7 separate regions of the Mus musculus genome follow, and regions 2, 3, 4, 5, 6 and 7 are each linked to region 1. A link is a contact called in public promoter capture Hi-C and targeted proximity ligation data. All regions are on one chromosome and are shown on one strand. The core of a region is the stretch at or near the end of the contact, and the rest is flanking DNA. Distances in the headings are between cores, read along the strand shown.

Evidence for each region. Promoter capture Hi-C pulls out the DNA fragments that hold promoters and counts their contacts.
Region 2: a contact with region 1 is called in a promoter capture Hi-C map of liver, with 2.8 times the contacts expected there.
Region 3: a promoter capture Hi-C map of liver shows a contact between it and region 1, with 2.3 times the contacts expected there. A contact is called at or near these places in 1 of 39 promoter capture datasets (liver) and 1 of 130 datasets of targeted methods (pancreatic cancer cells).
Region 4: a contact with region 1 is called in a targeted proximity ligation map of pancreatic cancer cells. A contact is called at or near these places in 2 of 130 datasets of targeted methods (memory CD8 T cells and pancreatic cancer cells).
Region 5: a contact with region 1 is called in a targeted proximity ligation map of pancreatic cancer cells. A contact is called at or near these places in 1 of 39 promoter capture datasets (neural stem cells) and 2 of 130 datasets of targeted methods (bone marrow-derived macrophages and pancreatic cancer cells).
Region 6: a promoter capture Hi-C map of hippocampal neurons shows a contact between it and region 1, with 4 times the contacts expected there. A contact is called at or near these places in 5 of 39 promoter capture datasets (the 3T3-L1 cell line, hippocampal neurons, liver and 1 more) and 2 of 130 datasets of targeted methods (extraembryonic endoderm stem cells and pancreatic cancer cells).
Region 7: a contact with region 1 is called in a targeted proximity ligation map of pancreatic cancer cells. A contact is called at or near these places in 1 of 39 promoter capture datasets (liver) and 1 of 130 datasets of targeted methods (pancreatic cancer cells).

The regions. Positions count from the first base shown.
Region 1 is chr19:6,839,257-6,841,936 of GRCm38.p6, reverse strand. Rps6ka4 (ribosomal protein S6 kinase, polypeptide 4) reads left to right here and starts at 1,310. Exons shown (of 18, transcript NM_019924.2): 1 at 1,310-1,444; 2 at 1,532-1,603; 3 at 2,259-2,477; 4 at 2,570-2,680. The coding sequence starts at 1,390.
Region 2 is chr19:5,962,858-5,965,537 of GRCm38.p6, reverse strand. Pola2 (polymerase (DNA directed), alpha 2) reads left to right here and starts at 1,332. Exons shown (of 18, transcript NM_008893.3): 1 at 1,332-1,712. The coding sequence starts at 1,634.
Region 3 is chr19:6,013,917-6,016,596 of GRCm38.p6, reverse strand. It overlaps Capn1 (calpain 1), which reads left to right and starts at 1,350. Exons shown (of 22, transcript NM_007600.3): 1 at 1,350-1,491; 2 at 2,129-2,396; 3 at 2,532-2,601. The coding sequence starts at 2,130. Gm10814 (predicted gene 10814) reads right to left here. Exons shown (of 5, transcript NR_045783.1): 2 at 2,241-2,368; 3 at 785-1,728; 4 at 114-280.
Region 4 is chr19:6,059,830-6,062,509 of GRCm38.p6, reverse strand. Znhit2 (zinc finger, HIT domain containing 2) reads right to left here and starts at 1,303. Exons shown (of 1, transcript NM_013859.2): 1 at 42-1,303. The coding sequence starts at 1,283. The coding sequence ends at 84.
Region 5 is chr19:6,126,951-6,129,630 of GRCm38.p6, reverse strand. Snx15 (sorting nexin 15) reads left to right here and starts at 1,371. Exons shown (of 8, transcript NM_026912.2): 1 at 1,371-1,582. The coding sequence starts at 1,484.
Region 6 is chr19:6,240,305-6,242,984 of GRCm38.p6, reverse strand. Atg2a (autophagy related 2A) reads right to left here and starts at 1,317. Exons shown (of 40, transcript NM_194348.3): 1 at 1,019-1,317. The coding sequence starts at 1,189.
Region 7 is chr19:7,416,259-7,418,938 of GRCm38.p6, reverse strand. 2700081O15Rik (RIKEN cDNA 2700081O15 gene) reads right to left here and starts at 1,314. Exons shown (of 5, transcript NM_175381.6): 1 at 1,022-1,314. The coding sequence starts at 1,160.

The sequences.
Region 1 (2,680 bases), core at 61-2,560:
AATAAGAAAGGAAAGGCTATGCTTTAACACAGACGAGCTGACGGGGTGAAATGTCATAGTTCTTTTGTCAAACTAGACACCTAGGTAGAGGGAACCTCACAGCTGAGAGACTGCTTCCAGCAGATTAGCCCATGGGCATATTTGTGGAGGCATTTTCTTGATTGCAAATTGATTATAGGAAGGCCTAAGTCACTGTGGGTGATACATCCCTAGCTAGATGGGCTTGGGTTATGTAATAAAGCTAGCTGAAAAAGTCAAGGGATGAAAGTCAGTAAGCAGTGCTCCTCATAAGCAGTGCTCCTCATCATAAGCAGTGCTCCTCCATGGTCTCTGCTTCAGTTCTGATCTCCAGGTTCCAGCCTTGAGTTTCTGCCTTGACTTCCCTCAGTTATGGACTGTAGCCTGCAAACCAAATAACTGCCCCTTCCCCAAGCTGCTTTAAGTCAGAACGTTTTATCACAGCAACAAAGAAGCAAACGAATACAGGGACAATTAGGCTGGGTGGCAGGATGTGAGTCAGGGCACCCGAGGCTGCCCCAGGGAGGGTGGGGCTCCCTGGGAAAGGTGGAGTGGGGTCCTTGTGCAATCAGCCCTGCAGGCTCCCTCTTTAATTCTTTTTGAAATTACATTTATTTTATATTATGCCATATGTTTGCATTGTATGTAGGTGCAGGCACTTAGATCTAAGGGCAGCTTGTGGAAGTCGGTTCTTTCTTTTTACCATGTGGGAGGGAACTAGGCATCCAACTCAGTTGGTCTCCTTTGGGGCAAAAGCAACTTTACCCATGTAAAGTGGCTTCCTGTTTCTGAAGTGTACTCTCAGGATGCCCATTGCCGGCCCAGCATCAAGAGCCTAGGGCTCCTGTGTCCAGGGAATATAAAGATCTCCAGTGTATTTGCTGAGCTTAACGAGTGTAACGAGTGGTCCTAAAGAAGGAAGTGGGCTGTGATTTGTGTCTGTTGGCTAAGAGGAGCAGAAGAGGCAAGGCTGCCACGTGGGAGGGAGGGCTCCATCAGCCTGGGTGGGCAGCCCTCCTCAAATCCTGGGACACAGACCTCTAGTGTCCTCCATATCCTGCTGGACAGACACCTGGCTAGGAGGCTTACTCCAGCTGCAGCCACATGTCACCCAAAGGCCCTGCACGGCTCTCACTGGTCCCGGGGCCAGGAGACCCTGCCACCGTCTGATGCTTCCCACCCGCAGCCCCGCTCCGTCACGTTCCAGCCGCCTGACTCAGGCCGCACGGGGCGGGCTGGGAGCCGGGAGGCGGTGCCGGCGCCCGCTCGGCCCCAGAGGCGGCACCAGGAAGCACCCGCCCCGGCCGGAGCCGCCATGTAACCGGCGCCGCCCGTAGCCCCAGCCGCGCGGGCCCCAGCGACCCGCCCGCCATGGGAGACGAGGATGAGGACGAGGGCTGCGCCGTGGAGCTGCAGATCACCGAAGGTGGGTGCCGGATCCCGAGGCGGCTCTCCCGGACGGGTGGCAAGAGTCAGCGACCCTCTGGGCTCACTCGCCCCCCTGTGTCCGCAGCCAACCTCACCGGGCATGAGGAGAAGGTGAGCGTGGAGAACTTCGCGCTGCTCAAGGTGCTGGGCACGGGAGGTGAGAAACCGCTTTCACTGGCATGGTGCTTTGGGCCTTCTGCCCGCCCACTCGCCTGGACCTGGGCCTGGGCCTGGTTGCTGGGGAGGTCCCCCCACCCTTTCCCGGCATAGCTCCCCTTGCCCGCCCCGCCCTACCGTACCAGGGTTCCGAGCCTACTTGCCGGGCGTCCACGTTGACAGGACTCTTCTCTGCAAAGTCCTATGCGTGCGTGCCCCCTGCCGCGATTTCCTAGCCTCTTTGGGGTTTTGACTCCCTCCCAAGAGCTTTGCACAGCTTCTCTCCCCATCTTCCCTTGCGAGCCCCACTCTTGTATTTTGCAAATTCCCCAGTCCGGGTTTGCACATCCCTCCGCTGACTGGGAGCGCGCCTCTGCCTCCGGTGCCAGCGTTTTCATCTTTTCTCAGCTCTCTTGATCATCCCAGGTTTGCACGTGCCCCGCCCCTTCCCCGCCCCGCAGGCCTTCTGGAGTTGCAAGCTCCCCAGGCTAGTTTGCACTGCAAATTGCTTTTCAGGCTTAACCGAGCACCCTCCAGGGAGGGCTCACCTTCTCCTTAGAAGGCTCTGTCAGCCTTTTGCACCCCCCTTCCCACCAGTCTGCACCGCCCTCGCACTTACAGCCCACCTTCCAACCGCTTGCTTGCTGCTCCCACAGCCTATGGGAAGGTGTTCCTGGTGCGGAAGACGGGTGGGCACGACGCGGGCAAGCTCTATGCCATGAAGGTGCTACGCAAGGCGGCGTTGGTGCAGCGCGCGAAGACACAGGAGCATACCCGCACCGAACGCTCGGTGCTGGAGCTGGTTCGCCAAGCACCCTTCCTGGTCACACTGCACTACGCCTTCCAGACGGATGCCAAGCTGCACCTCATCCTGGGTGAGGGCCTGTCACATCTCAGCTTTGGAGAGGGACGGGAGTTAGATTAGGCTACCTTGTAGGGAAACATTTCAACGTCTCCTCACTCCCAGACTACGTGAGCGGTGGTGAGATGTTCACTCACCTCTACCAGCGCCAGTACTTCAAGGAGGCTGAGGTTCGAGTGTATGGGGGCGAGATTGTGCTGGCCCTGGAACACCTGC
Region 2 (2,680 bases), core at 83-2,582, 880 kb after region 1:
CCTCTCTTTATCAGAAAGGCCATAAGCCTCAGATGTTAATGATGTGTGGCAGCACTGAGGGACTAAATCGTAGTGTTGTGTGACCTTGCTGCCACCTGGTGGCTAAATTCCTGCAGCCCAGCCCAGTGCTTCCTGCTACTAGTGTGAAAACCCAGTAAAGTTTTGTTTTGTTTTGTTTTTCTGTTGGACAGACTTAAAATGTGGGCCTAGTCGGCTGCAGTCTCGTGTTAATATCTCACCTCAGCCTCCCAAATATTGAGATTGAAGCTTTGAGCCACGATGTTCACTGAGAAAGTTGAAGTTCAATCAGCCTTTAAACACACAGACACACTTTGTTTTTGTTTTGAGACAGGGTTTCTCAGTGTGGCCCTGCTGTTCTGGGTGCCATTCTGTAGACCAGGCTGGCCTTAAACTCAGTAATCTTCCTGCTTCTGCTTCCTTAGTGCTGGGGCTAGCGGCATGGTTTTAAATGGGTGTTTGTGAGTACCTGAGTGTATGTATGTGCACCATGTGATTGTAGGAGCCTGTGGAGGTCAGGAGGTCTCAGGTCCCCTGAAACTGGAGTTAGAGGCAGCTGTGAGCCACCACACTAGTGCTGGAACCAAACCCAAGTCCTTTGTGAGATCAGTAAGCGTAACTGCTAAACCATCTCTGCAGTCCTGTTTGGTGTTTCTTGCTTGCTTGTTAGGGTCTCTCTGTATAGCCTTGGCTGGAACTTGCAGAGACCTGCCTCAGCCTCCAAGTGCTGAGATTACAGGTGTGTGCTACCAGGCCTAGCTTCAAACCGTTTTTTCTTAAAGGCTCTGCCAGTCTTCCATTCCATTCTTAGGGTGTCACAGATCAATTGACCTAAGCCAAATCAATGGAGATTTTGGTTCGAAAATTTGGTAAATACATCAAGAAGAGAATGCACTCCTTGTTTTACTCTCTAACCACTCCCCCTTCAGTGACCTGCCCTCCCGCTATCCCCGTGACTGACAATCATAACAGCTATAATAACCACATTCCCTACGAAAGCGTTAGATCAGGACGAACCAAGGCAGAGCAGGATGGAGATGCTGAGGTGGGGGAGGAAGGAGCTAACGTGCCCTTCCAGGGCCGTGCTGGACACACGTGTCAGTCACTGCAAGATACAGACAAACAGCGCCTCCTGGCCAAGGGTAAAAAAAAAGGGACAAACAAGCATCGCAGAGCTTAGCAGAACAGGCGACTCCTGAAACAGCCACAGTACGGGGTCTCGATTCTCAATTTCCGCGCGGAGTGACGCGCAGAGGCGCGTTCTGCGCAGCTGCAGTGGGAGGACCGGCGCGTGCGCGGGGAGGGCGGGGCCCGAGCAGAACCTCGCGCAAGCGCGCGCTAGGCAAAGCGTTTGGCGGGTTTTTCCTGTGCTGTGCTCCTCACGGAGAAGCTAAGGTGTAGTCCTCGGAAGCAAGTTTTCTCTCTGGATCGAGACCTCTCGAGGGCTTTTGAAGTATTTCTCTGTGACCTGGTGGCTGGGGTCGTTTGAGGGCTTAGGCCAGGTGGTCTCGTGACACGTCCCTGTCACCTTCCGGTAAAGCGAAAGGATAAGCGTCTGCAGGGTAGAGCTGAGGTCGGGGCCCGGCGGCAGGCGCCCGGCCACTCCCGGGTCACCATGGCCGTGTCCACCCAGCAGCTGGCGGAGGAACTACAGATCTTCGGCCTGGACTACGAGGACTCCCTGTTGGAGAAACGTGAGTCCCGAACCGAGAGGATCGCTTCCAAGTTCTATATGCTTGTGTGGTACCTATTGGGTCCCGACTAAACAACAGGTGACATTACCAATAGGAGACATTGGAACCGTTTGCATCTCATACCTAGTCATCTCTTGCTCAATGACTTTTCTCATTAGAGGTTTTTTTGTTTGTTTGGTTTTTAAAGACAGAGTCTTTCTGGGTAACCCCAGAACTCATTATGTAGATTACTGTGCTGGCCTTGAACTCACGGAGATCGCCTGCCTCTGCTTCCCGAGTGCTGGGGTTAACGATGTACACCACCATGCCCTGCTCATCAGAGTTTTTAGTGATCTGTGCAAATAGGAATTCCTCTAGGTGGATCCTAGTCCTTTATTTTAGCTTTGGAAGAAACTTCAAGGTGCTTATTGGCTCCCTCTCTTTATAGATGGAGGGACATGGGCAAGGAGACTTAGTTGCCTGATTGTGTGCCGACCCCTGACTTTTGCTCTGGAGTACAGTGCCTCATCCTATTGCTCCACAGAGACCAGTGGTAAAGATTTAAATCACACATCTCTCCTGGAAGATGTGTGCATCAGTGTCAGAATAGCAGTGTGTGTACCCCTTGAAATTCTTACTGTAGGAAATAAAACCGTAGTATAAGTGGGCTTGCCTGTTACCCCAGCACGTGGGAGGCTGAGGCCTGGAGGATCATAGAGAATTCAAGGCTAAGAGCTGAATTAGTGCCATCCTGTCTGCTTTGCTTGCTATAACTCCAATATCTGACACCTTCACACAGACATACATGCAGGCAGAACATTAATGCACATAAAGTAATAATATATACATTTTTTTAAAAGAACTTGAAATCTTTTGAAGATTCTGTGCCCTGGGGCTGGAGAGATGGCTGTGTGGTTAAGGGCACTGACTGCTCTTCCAGAGGACCGACATTCACTTCCCTGCACCCAAGGGATCTGCAACTCCCATTC
Region 3 (2,680 bases), core at 101-2,600, 830 kb after region 1:
TACACCTCATGTCCTCTACCTGCCTAGGCTTTCTTCAGGCACCACCCTACCTCTCCCCCGCCCCCGGCCACGCGCATCTCCCCACCCTTGCCAAAGTTCCTGCCTTTACTGACACCTGCATTAGATGAGGCTTCAGTCGGGGAAAGTGTGTGGACCAACCCTTCCTCTCCATTAACCATGAAGGCAGAGGCGTCTTCATCAGCTCATGCCCAGCTGAGCATAACGCCCAGGTGCGAAAGTTAGACGCAGTCAGCTCTTAACTTTTGGAGTGTCGAGGTGCCTAGAATCCCAAGAAAAGCACCATCTATTCAATGAATGCTTGTCCATCTTATGTAGCTTGATCGGCCATGCTGTGACCTCTATAACTGTGAAGAGCCTTGGGACCGCTCCAATCCCTCTGCATCCTTGATGCTCCAAACTCTTGTAGTGCGCCCAGGGGGATCTGCAGGTCCTGTGTGAGCCTGCCCTGGTGTTCCGGGCCTCTGCTGCCCTCTCCCGGGTCAGGTAACCCCCACAAGGGAGCTGATCCCAGGTGCGCAGACCAATTACTTGAAAGAGAAGGCCAGAATGCTACACAAAGATTGGCTAAGGCCATTGTCCCTCTTTTTTTTCTGCACGGTTGGGGAAATCGAGGCACGGATTTACCTAAGGCCATGCAGGGTGTGCGCAAAGACCGCTAGGGCGGAGTGCTAGCTCTGCAGGCCTGCGCCCTAAGGTGAGGGGGTGGGGAGCTGGCTCAGCCCTACAGCGGGTCTGCGGCAGGGACCGGCCGGGGTGGGGCTACCGTTTGTCTAGCGTCCGGCAGAAGTCAGCTCTCATCCAGCCAGGGGCAGCTCCAGCAAGCAGTTGCAGCCACCAGAGGTAATCCCTGCTTCGCCGAGCGCCGGCTGGGCTGGAAGACAGCTGCAACCCAGAGGCACGCGGGGGCGCAGGAGGCGGGTGGAGGACTGTGTTGGCGGCGTCACTGAGCCGGATCGTCCCCAGTACCTTCCCGGAGGGCGACATAGGGTGGGGCCGGCGGCTCTGCAACTCGAGCTGCGGCCCTAGTTAAAAATACCCCTTGCCCTACCCTCTCTCTGGCCGGCGGTGCCCTTCTGTCCCAGTCCAACCCTTCTCACCCGGACCGGCGACCGGCTCCTCCCGGGAGACAACTCTGCCATTTACCAATTTGTCCTCTCGCAGAGCTGGCTTAGAGTCTGCAGAGGAAGGGGGCGGGGGGAGGGGACTGAAAGACACCCTAAGTAAGAGATAGTAAAAAAGTGTTGCGGGGGAGATAAGGGAGAGCCTAGAGGGAGCGGGGTAAGAGCCTCGGGCGTAGGTGGAGGACCAGGGAGGGAGGGACCAGGGCCGAGGGGCGGTGGAGGAGGGCGGGGAGGAGGGCAGGGAGGAGGGCAGGGAGGAGCGCTCTTCCTGGTTGGGCCCTGCCCTGAGCTGCCACCAAGGAAGCCAGCCCCAGGGACCGCAGCAATCTCCCAAACTCCCCTTCCCCAGGTAAGAAGTTGGGTGTCCAGACTACGACTGTTTGACCCAGGCCACTGCTTCTGGGGTTAGGGGGCTGTCGCTGATCAGCCCCTGCTTCAGGTCTTCTGTGTGTTTGCCTGAGGGTTAAGGGTCCGGAAGCAGCTCAACCCAGGCGCTCAGCTCAACCTGTCCGCTGTAGCTGGGCCAGTGTCCAGTGCTCTGATGTTCAGCTTGTGGAAAGGCATCAGTGCGTGGAGTTTTCAGTTCCTAAGCCGAGGAAAGGGGCAAATGAACTAGATGCTTGGCAGCTTTGTGGAGGGGAAGTTACAGGCAGGCAAATGGTGTCAGGGATCGTACCTGGAGTACCTCTGCTCTGCTGCTGTGGCTGGCCTCCACCCTATCCTACCTGCCTGGATGGCTGATACCAAACTGTCACCTCTGGGCGGTAAGAATAGGGAAAAGAGAGGTGGTGACCAGGATACCTAGAAACTGGACACCCCTTTCCAGATTCTGAGAGCCTAACAACAAGGTGGCTGAGAGTCCCAGGCACTGTAAAGGGAGCAGTGACCCATGTTTGGGGAGGAATGAGTCCAGGAGAATGTCGGCAGGCAGTTGTGTTTTATCCCTGGGAAGGCCTGCATCTCTACCAGGCCCATGTGTTCCCCAGGATGACAGAGGAGTTAATCACCCCTGTGTACTGCACCGGGGTGTCAGCCCAAGTACAGAAGAAGCGGGACAAGGAGCTGGGCTTGGGCCGCCATGAAAACGCCATCAAGTACCTGGGCCAGGATTATGAAACGCTTCGGGCAAGATGCCTGCAGAGTGGGGTCCTCTTCCAAGACGAGGCCTTCCCTCCGGTTTCTCATAGCCTGGGCTTCAAGGAACTGGGTCCTCATTCCTCTAAAACCTATGGCATCAAATGGAAGCGGCCTACGGTAAGAGGGCCACTCTGGGTGGAACTTGGTTCTGATGGTGGTGGGCAATGGGACTGGGCCCCCCCATTATTCGTGGTGTCTGGGTACCAGTTTCTAGGAGGGACTGGCCCAGGAACATGACCGTGGGTCTTGTAGGAACTGATGTCAAACCCCCAGTTCATCGTGGATGGAGCCACCCGGACAGACATCTGCCAGGGAGCACTGGGTAGGCCCCCAGGGGTGGGGTTCTGGGCGTTTGCCCCATTGTAGTTCTCCGTTCCCGTTCCATTGGGCACTGCCCCAAC
Region 4 (2,680 bases), core at 54-2,553, 780 kb after region 1:
ACAGGGCACTATCTTTACGGAAAAGGCACTGCTGACATTCGGGCAGACCAGACACATCTTTATTAATGACATGGATACCCAGTTCAGCCAGGGAGTTCCTCAATGAGAGTCCTTGGAGTGGGTGGCACTGGGCCTCCCCAAAGCCGTTCTAACTCTCCAGTAAGCGTTGCCATCTCCTCAGCTGTCACAGCATGGGCTCGGTGGGCTCTGGCACAGTCTAGCGCCAGGGGTGTGAGGGCAGCCTCGTTTTCGTTGGTCCAAGCCAGCAGGAACTGGCACTTCTTCCGAGCCCGGTAAAGTCGATCTCGCTCTCCACCAATCACAGCCTGCTTCCGGGCTCGTCCCAGGGTCTGAGCTAGGTGCCCCAGTGCTGTCAGAGTGTAGCCTTTCTGATTGACTGGACCCTCGCCCAGCAGGATTCGGGCAACTTCTTGCATAGCACCCCGCGTACCCAGGGGCCCAGGTGGGTGCTCGCCCGCTTCCAGTACGTGGGCTGCGGCCTGCAGGGCTTCCTCTGTAGAGCCAAAGACTTGCTGGGCTCCCAGGGCCCCAGAAACATCGAGCAGGGTGGCACAGAAGTCAGAGAGTAGCGCGTCGTCGTCCCCTCCATGATACAGGGCGAGAGTATGAGCGTAGGCGAACAGCACGTTGGGCAGCTGGAAGCGCACCAGCGGCGATGCCGGGCTGCGGCTCAGACTGGCCAGTGCTGGGATGCGAGCAGGCAATGCTAGCGGTCTGGCGGCACAGGAGTCTTCAGCAAATGGCTCTGCGGCAGCGGCATCATCCCCAGATTGCAGCGCGGTCCTCGCAGGGGCGGGCTCCGGCTCCGCAAGATCTCTGTTCGCGGCATGATCCAGCTCCTCCAGCAAACGTGGGCCGGTGCCGCGGCCCCACCACCAGGGCCGCCACGGAGGCAGAAGGCGTCCGGCTTCGCCACGGCTCAGCAGCCGCTCGAACGCCGCCTTCTCAGCCGGCGTTAAACGTTCCCAAAGTCCAGAAAGGCCGCCCGGCCGCGCCCCGGGCCCGAGGCCTGCTTCCTCGGGCTCATCCTCGGCCTCGCGTTGTTCGCGCAGCCGGCGTAACGCGCCCGCCAGACGGCTGGGCGAAGCGCTTCGGCCACGGAGCTCTCGCAGCACTTGGTCGCGGTAAAAGTCTTCGGCGCAGGCGCCGTGCGCCCGGTAGCAGCGCAGCGAGCAGTAGGGAGCATTGCAGCGCGGGCAGGTGTAGCGCGCAGGCAGCGCTTCCCCGGCCGGGCAGAAGCCGCAGAGCCCAGCGGGCTCCATGGAAACTGGTGCCGCCTGTCCCGTATCAGCTCCGCCACTTCCGGCGCTTCTTTGGTTATTTCCGCCTTTATGTGTGGGGGTGGTTGGCGGGCGTGGCCTCCTTTCCGCACATTTCCGAAACTTCTCGGTAACTTTCGTGTCTCCAGTACTTCTTTGAGCAAGCGCAGAAGTCGTCCAAACTCTTCCAAAGGAACAGGTTTGCTCGCCGAATTTGGGAAAATCATGTCGCTAATCCCAGTTTGTTCTTTATGGTTGTACCAAATTGTACAAAAATAAACTACCTTTTAAATAACAAAACTAACCACCACCACCACCAAACAACACACCAGGGTCTTAGCAGGGCGTAGTGGCATACGCTTTTAATCCCAGCGTTGGCAAAGGTAGTCTGATTTCTGTGAGTTCCTGTAGTCAGTGCTTTCCAGGATACAGCTACATAGTCATGCTCTATCTTGAAAAAAGAAAAGGCCAACAAAATAATAACAACAGGCCGGACAGTGGTGGCGCACGCCTTTAATCCCAGCACTTGGGAGGCTGAGGCAGGCGGATTTTTGAGTTACGAGGCCAGCCTGGTCTACAGAGTGAGTTCCAGGACAGCCAGGGCTACACAGAGAAACCCTGTCTCGAAAAAATATTATTGATAATAATAACAGACAAAAATAAATGAATAAACCCGACATGTTTAACAAATCTGGAGCTCAAAATACGTAACACGTAAGCATATCAAATTGAGGCCAGCCTGGGCCTATGTGAGACCCTGAATCAAACAAACAAACAAACAAAAAACAACAAAACGATAACGAGGGGCTGGAAAGATGGCTTAGCAGTTAAGAGCACTGACTACTTCCAGAGGTCCTGAGTTCAAATCCCAGTAACCACATGGTGGCTCACAACCATCCATAATGAGATCTGATGCCCTCTTCTGAGGTGTCTGAAGTCAGCTACAGTGTACTTACATATAATAAATAAATCTCTTTTAAAAACCAACAATGTGGGCTGGTGAGATGGCTCAGTGGGTAAGAGCACCCGATTGCTCTTCCAAAGGTCCCGAGTTCAAATCCCAGAAACCACATGGTGGCTCACAACCATCTGTAATGAGATCTGACTCCTTCTGGAGTGTCTGAGGACAGCTACAGTGTACTTACATATAATAAATAAATAAATCTTAAAAAACAAACAAAAAAAAAAAAACAATGTTTTCCCTCAAGTTGTGTTGAAATTTAGTTTGTATTGTTAAGCATTATGAGGTCTATAGAGGGGTAGATGGGTGATCTGCCTTAGTGGATCATCTATAGGGCATGCCTGTAACAAAAACACTAGTGCCGTCATAATGGAAAGTGAACCAACACAAACCCAAAAGCTGTCTGGCAGAGCCCATAGAATCTGTACCTTTCCAATAC
Region 5 (2,680 bases), core at 122-2,621, 710 kb after region 1:
GATGTACCACCGCAGCCAACATCTCAGATTAAAAAAAAAAAAAGATCTATTTATTTATTATATGTAAGTACACTGTTGCTGTCTTCAGACACCCCAGAAAAGGGAGTCAGATCTCATTACAGATGGTTGTGAGCCACCATGTGGGTGCTGGGATTTGAACTCAGGACCTTTGGAAGAGCAGTCAGTGCTCTTAACTGCTGAGCCATCTCACCTCAGATTTTTTAATGGTTCTTTTTTTTAATGATTTATTTATTTATTATATTTACATATTTACATGTATTATATTTACAGCACACTGTAGCTGTCTTCAGACACCCCAGAAGAGGGCGTCATACCTCATTATGAATGGCTGTGAGCCACCATGTGGTTGCTGGGACTTGAACTCAGAACCTTTGGAAGAGCAGTCAGTGCTCACAACCGCTGAGCCATCTCTCCAACCCTTAATGGTTCTTTTATCCACTCTTTCCTATTTGAAGATGGGATTTCTGGTAGTGGTGGGATGTGCTGCAATCTATGTTTAGTGATAATCTTCCACACCAATTTGGCCTTGATCAATTGGTGTTGGGTTTTCGCTATCCCTGTGTTGTGCCAGCATGCCTCTTGATCTGATCTGTTACAGAAGATACTGTGTCAGGTACCACTTTCCATAGATGAAAAACTAGATGCATGCAGTTACAAGAGGGAAATGTAATGCTTACCAAGGATTTCAGCATTTGGGAGATGGAAATTGGAGGGTCAGAAATCCAAGGCCAGCCTCAACTACATAGAGAGTCTGAGGCCAAACTGGGCTACATGAGATCATCTCAACGTCCAACCTCCCCAAATTTGAAGCAGTTAAGGGGAATTCAAATACGTGTAAGTGTTGTGATTTCAGAGCCTCTGTCACTATCCAGTTTTTTCAGCATCAGAAAATGTCAGTGTGTGTCGTTCCCCCCACCCCCCAATCCGCACAGGGAGGCAGGGAACTTGGCTCTGCTAGGCACATTTTGAACACAATAAAAGTTGCATGGGTTAGACCCTATGCCAAGCACCTGAAGTTCCAGATACTCAGGAGGCTTAGGTAGGAGAATATTTTAAGCCCAGAAGTTGGTCAACACAGCAGAGATCTTAGCTTAAAATAATTCATAAATAAGAGGCTGGATGAGTGTAAAGAAGATAAATAAAGAAACGTTTCGGAGGTCTGTAAGGAGGGTTTACGTTAGGGGGAAGTGGGTTCAATCACATGCCAGGATGCCAGCTGGTAAATCCTCTCCCAAACAACCAATCCTTAGTCTCTACCTAGAACTCCGCTTTACCAATGACCTAGAACTTGTCAGACACTCCCTTAGCCACGCCCCCAAGCCAAGAACGGTTGTGTCACTTGCGACTAGGTCCCTGGGCCTGAAGAAGGGCGCAGGCCGGATCCTGGCAGTGGCAGTAGGCTCAACACGCGGGGAGCGGGGGCGACGTGCAGGAGGAGGAGCCGGCGACCGGCTCCGCTGTCATGTCGCGCCAAGCGAAGGATGACTTCCTGCGACACTACACAGTCTCGGACCCTAGGACCCACCCCAAGGGTTACACAGAGTACAAAGTAACCGCTCAGGTGAGGTGGGACCCAGCGGGGGAGCATTACCCTTTTAAGCAGCTCCGGATCCGTGCTGTACCTTAAAGGCAAAGAGCTTCAAGGAGGTCGCGGTTTGGCCTACACAAATAGATTTCCCCTTTAAGAGGCGCCTGAGACAGAAGATTTAAGGCGCCTCACCTCCTGGGGCGGGGCTAAGGGTCATTTTTTAAAGTCTGTGGAGCTTGGCTCTGCGCTTGGCCCGGTACCCCCTCTCTGTTGTTGGTGATGTCTAGATGCGGTCTACGAATTTCTCAAAGCAAGAAAACTCCGGATTAACCTAAATATTCCTTCTCTAATCGCTTAGAGTAACTTTTGGTAATTTTCCCTGCTTGATCCGTAAAAGCCCCACCACCACCTTTTTATTTATCTATCTTTTCTTTTTTTGAGACAGCCCTGGCTTTTGCGAACTCACGATGTAAACTAGACTGGCCCGGAAGTCACCGAGACCCTCCTGCATCTGCCTCCCAAGTGCTATGATTAAAGGCGTGCACCACCAGGACCAACTATAAAAAAAGCTCTTTAAAAGTTTAAATGTATGTGTGTGTGTATATACACATATACACATATAATTTTATTATACTATTTATATATTATATATATATAATTTGTGTGGTTTTAAAAACTCACGCAAAAAAAAAAAAAGACTGGTCTTAACAGATAAGGAAGTCAATAAGCTGAAATTGGTGTTTGTAACAATAAAACTTAGAATGAGCTCGTAGAAACATCAGCATGAAAGAATGCTTTTAGAATTTTACCCAAGGTAACTATGGAGGTCTCCAATGGGAGAAACCGGGTTGCTGCGGAAAGACTGACTATATATTTTCTTGTACTTAAATTTTTTTCAACTTGGCAACTGTTTGATTAGTGGCTTGTCGACTGTTAAAAGGAAGCAAACACATACAAGTCGCTCCCAAAGCAATCTAAGTCAGAGTCTTAGATACGTCAAGAGTGTTCCGGGGGTTTACTTTTTCATGCCAAAAAATACAAATATAATAATTGTCTCTAGGAAGATGCCGGAGGGTAGAAAGGATGACAAGGCATTCAGAACCCTTATGTCTTCCTGTTAGCCTTTTAGAT
Region 6 (2,680 bases), core at 68-2,567, 600 kb after region 1:
TTATACCAGGCCATTAGAAGATGCCACCATCTCTTCAACCCATATTTGTTCCCAAAGGCATGGCTCACCTCTAGCTCTTTCTAAGTGAAGCTGCAGACCCATAGGCCAGCTAGAAAAGAGAAAGAGGCCAGCCCTGCCACATGCCCATTCTACTGCTCTTGGAGCTAGGATGACCCCATACCAGCCCTTAGCTGGAGCCTCTAATTGGTGGCTCCTTGGCTACTCCCAGCCATCAGCTGTGAGTCAATGCCCCTCACCTGCCACCCCCAGCCTCCTGCTCAACTCCATACCCTAGGCCTCAGACCTCCTGAGCATCAGGCCCAGCTTCTCCTCCCATCCCCCACCCCAGCTAGCCTGAAGCTAAACCTCTACACCTCTCCTGGAGGGCTGCCCTCCAGGTAGAGATGCCAGAGACCAAGTCCTTCCCTAAACCCAAGCTAGGCCCCTCCCACTCTCCCAAAAGCAGGAAGTAGAGAGCAGCAACAGTCACACGAGGTGTGGATCAACACAGAAGGCAGTGACGCTGTTGTTGACATCCACATCCGGGGGCGATCTCCACCCCTTATGCCCAGGATCATGGGGTGAGGAGGTCAGGACACATCTTTCTACAGGTGCCCCTGGCAGGGCTCTTAACACCCCCAAAGCCTCCCTGACTACCCTAGTTCCAGCTCTTGTTACTGCCTGGCTCCCCACAACATCTCTCTGCTCCCCTAGCTCCCGGGAATCCCCTTCCCCAAGCAGCTCTCCCAAACTCCGTATGATGATGGTGACATTTTTTTTTTTAAAGTAACACCTCACTTCCTAGTCTGTCTCTCCTAGAGAGGTGAAGACAGAGACTTCTCTCCTAGCTTCTGGTTAAGTGGTGACGGGCCAGCCAGGGGGCCTGGCGGAGGCGGTCGAGACCCACTGGCCTCTCCAAACACGGTGCCTGTCCTCCAGCCCAAACCTTCCGCGAGGACCCTTCGCTGGCCCGTGCTCCCTCTCTCCACACCATCCCACCTCTGCCCTGCCTCCTCACCCAGGTTTCCAGGTGAATATCCCGCAGGGCAACGCTGCCCTTGTACAGATCCAGGCTGAGCTGGTCCAGGCTGAGGTGCTCCTGAAAGAAGTGACCCAAGTAGTGCTGTAGCAAGTAGCGGCAGACACGCTCTTTCACACAGTTCGACCATGGCCACAGCCATCGTGACATCTCGGGGACCGCCGGGCCCGAGCCGCTTCCGCTGGCCGACAGCCGGCGATCTCGGTCCGGCTGTGCTGTTCACTAGAGCCCCCGGTTCGCCCCGCCGCTTCTCTCAGCGCCAGGCCGCGCCCCCGGACGCCCAACCACGCCCCCACGCTCGCTGCCATTGGTCATTGCGAAGGGCGAGGCCCACTGATTGGCCGCGGGAGGCGGAGCCTTGAAGAGCGAAAAAGGGACTGGGCTCTTTGCGAGATGAAATGCTCCCAATCGTAGTTTACGCTTGCGCGTAAATTCTGAGTGGGAGGACCTTTAACCTCCTTGCTTCAAGCTGCGGAAAGGCTGCAACCGTAGGGCGACAGTCCGGGCCAGGAAGAGTGCGCATGTGCCGATTTGTCCAACTTTTTTTTTTTTTTTTTAGGTGATTGGGAAGAATTTAAAGGAACAGTGACTCACCCAATTTGTAGACAAGCTTATCAGAGGAGTAAAGTCAGTGCGAATTTTGCAGTCTATCTTTTGGCAACAAATGCACATTTGCACTTTTATAAAACTTTTTTTTTTTTTTTTTTGGAGACAAGCTTTTCTGTATTTGGCGGTTCTGAAACTCACACTGTAGTCCAGGCTGGCCTTGAACTCATAGGATCCTCCTGCCTCTGCCTCTCTATGATGGAATTTAAGGCGTGCATACATCATCACGCCCAGCCCTATGAAACTTGCTTTAGTCCTTTATCTTTTTTCATTTGCTTATTTGTTATTTTATCTATTTACATTTCTGTTTGTATGTTTTTCGAGACAGGGTTTCTCTGTGTATCCCTGGCTGTCCTAGAACTCACTCTGTAGACCAGGCTGGCCTCTAAAGCCTGCCTCTGCCTCCCAAGTGCTGGCGTTAAAGGCGTGCACCACCACTGCCAGGCATCTATTTACATTTCAAATGTTATTCCTCCCAGTTTGCCTCCACAAAACCCCTCTCCCCACTCCTCCTAGCCGCTTATCTTATCCATTATTGTTAACAACTCCCTAAAAAGGCACTATTTGTTTCCACTTTTTTTTTTCTTTCTTCTTCCTTGTTCTTTCCTTTTTTTGTTTTTTGTTTTTTCCGAGACAAAGTTTCTCTGTGTAGCCTGGCTGTCCTGGAACGCTCTGTAGACCAGGCTATCCTTGAAATCAGAGATGCATCTGCCTGTGCTTCTAAAATCTGGGATTGAAGGCACACACACACACACACCCATTTCTCTCTTTTTAAAAATTCTGTCAGGTCCCCAAGAAATTCCTTTTCCCAAATTCAGACATTTAGACAAAAGTGAGGATTCCCTCAGGGACATACACCAAGCCAGTCTTTGAATTCCAGGCTAGCCTAGTCTACAGAGGGAGTTCCAGAACAGCCAAGGTTACACAGAGAAACCCGGTCCTGCAGGGTGGGGTGGGGTGGAGTGGGGGATGATAGTTCCTACTTGCTAAGAGGAGCCATTCTGCTTATCTCTGGCAAAAGGGACTATGACTCAC
Region 7 (2,680 bases), core at 65-2,564, 580 kb before region 1:
CAGTGACCTTTGGTAGGTCAGTCACATCCGCTCTCTGGGCCTATACGCCTTTGTCTGCAAATGCACTGACTGAATAGCTAGCATCCTACTAAGCATCTTTCCAGTGCAGGACCACTGTTAAATCTAAGGCAGACTGGCCCTTTAAGAGCAGAAAGAAGAAAAAAATAAAAGAAAGAAAGAAAGAAAAAGGAGGAGCTGAGATTTTTTTCAAAAAAATAAAAAGGGGGGGTGGGGGGCGGGGGCTTATAGGGAGAGGAGCTCAAAGAGTAGAGAGCACTCTCCCTAGTACGGATGGAACCTCCGCTGATCTAAAGGCAATGAACCTTACAGAAGGGAGACAAAAAAAAGCAGTTGGTTTTAAGGGCCAACTAGGGCCGGCAGGTCTTGGTACAGCTGACAAACTGGGGCCAAAATCGATTCTGAAACGCGACAACGCACGGGTGGGGCATCCACCTTCGTGTGCGAACCCATCCCTCACTAAGACCTTCCCGACGTGGGGTATGACAGACGGGGGCCCCCAGGACGCAGGCTGCGCTTTGTTTCTCGTAGCGTAACCGTGAAGGGAAGAGTTCACGTCTCCAGCAAGGCCACGCAGAAAGGGATGGCATAACCGAGAACAGCGGAATCCCGAGCTATGCTACTCTGGGGAAAGCCTCAGAAAGGGACAGAGGGACTGGGAAGCCTTTAAAAGACAGACCACCTGGGAGTGTGAAAGAGAAAGGGCGGGAGCCGCAAGTTCCAGCACCTCGACTCCCACGTCGCTGCCCCCCCCCCCAAAAAACGAGCAACGCGGGGCCCTTTAAGGAGCAGGGATCCGCCCCAGCCCGGCGGGCAGACCCCGCCACGGGCAGGGAGCGCCCCGCGGGCCTTGTAGCTGCTCTCTGCGCCCACCAGGTGGCGCCCCGAGCCGCCCTGCGCTCGTCCCCCGCTTTGTTCGGCGGCCGAGAGGGGCCCGGAGCCGCAGCCCTCCCCTCCCCCACGCCGGGGCCCCCCACCCCCGGTCGTCGGCCCCAGATCTTACCGCCGTCGTCCTCCTCGGGCTCCGTGCCGCCGCTCGCTGCGGTGGGCGGCAGCCGTCGGCCCCGTGCCGAGGTCACTGCGGGCCCGGGGCCGCCCCTGCCGCCGCCGCTCCGGCTCCGGTGGTCCCCGCCGGGCTCCATGCGCTGCGCTGCGGAGCGGGGGCCCCGGGGCGGCGGGGCGCGGGGCCGCGGAGCCAGCGGCGGCGCACGCGGGGCGCTCGGTGCGCGGGGCCCCCGGGCGCGGGGCGCATTCACGGGCGGCCGGCCGCACGGACGGCTGACTGCTCGCTCGGCAGCGCGGGCTGGACCGGGGTGGGGATTCCTGTCTGGGGCCCCTGGGGCTCCTTTAAGGGCTCCTGGGTAAATTTAAAGGGGCCGCGCGCAATTTCCTCCTGCCAGCTCGCGGGGGGCTGGTGCGGGGAAAGCGGGAGGTGGCAAGTCCGCAACGGGCGCTTGTTACGGACGCGGGGAGCACGGTCCTCAGCGCCCTCGTGGGTCCGCCCTGCCGCGTCCGCAGCTGCAGCTCCGGCTGGTAAAGAGTCGCCGAGGTGACCAGGGGCGCCCGTGTCCAGTCCGCTGCGACGCGCTTCAGCCACCGCCCCCTCGGGGCATCTCCGAGCGCGGCTCTCCGCAGCCCGCTAGCAGGGGACCGCCCGGTGCGGCGGCACCGTTCCCCTCTCCGGGGTGCCTCGTCCTCCCGCAGGAGCTGGGCGCGGGCCCCAAGCAGACGCGCCTGGCAGGGGCCCCAGATGGCCGCGGCCCCGCGGAGAGGGTGGAGCCGTGGGGGCTGCCGCGCCCCCTCCCGCGGGAGCCTGGGGCTAGCGCTGGCAGCTCTGGCTTCTACCGGGGAGGGGCGGCGGGGCGAGGTTTCCCTGGAGCCGGCCAGAGTGAGGGCGGCGGCCGCGAAAGCGCAAGCCGGGAAGAGGGGCGCGCAGAGGAGTGTAAGAGAGCTAGCACGCTGCGCCTGGCCAGCCGGCGTTCCGAAACAGAGGTGGCCCTGGGCTGGAAGCCGGAAAGAGAGGGAGACTGCGGCGGTGATTCAGGCTCCTGCCCCCGCAGGCCTATAGGTACCGGGTGAGGCACTCCGCTCAGCCCCGGGCTCCTGCACAGGACGAAGGTGCAAAGAAGGGACTGGGATCCTGGTGATGGGCAGCTGGAGATTCGCATCCCTAGGCTGGAAAACCCTGGGGCGAATTCTGGCTTCGGCCGAGGGACACCTTCAGGTCTCAGGCTCCCGGTAAGCCTGGAGAAGGAACCTCGAAAGGTTGTAGGGTCGAGGCAACCTGGGGTCCTGCCAGGGCCAGCTGGAGAAACAGGTCCTCCCTTAGCCTTTGGTTAGTCGTCCACAACAAAGCAGAGGCCTGGAGATCCAAATTACAGGATGCCAGAGACCATGAGGGTCTAGAAGTGGGTTTTATTCCCTCCCTGTCGGGGAGGCACACCACAGTCAAAGAAGGCACCATTCATGGAGTCATTCTCACACTTAACACCTACTATGTGCTACAAGAGCTGACACTCTGGACATGCAGCAGTGAACAAGATTGCTACTAATGCGGGTAACTTAGACATCCTCAGTTTATAAAAAGGAAACAGTTTCAGCCCCTTGGGAGTAAGGAAACTATTAAATTACCCGACCCACAGGAAACCATTCTCCGAAGTGT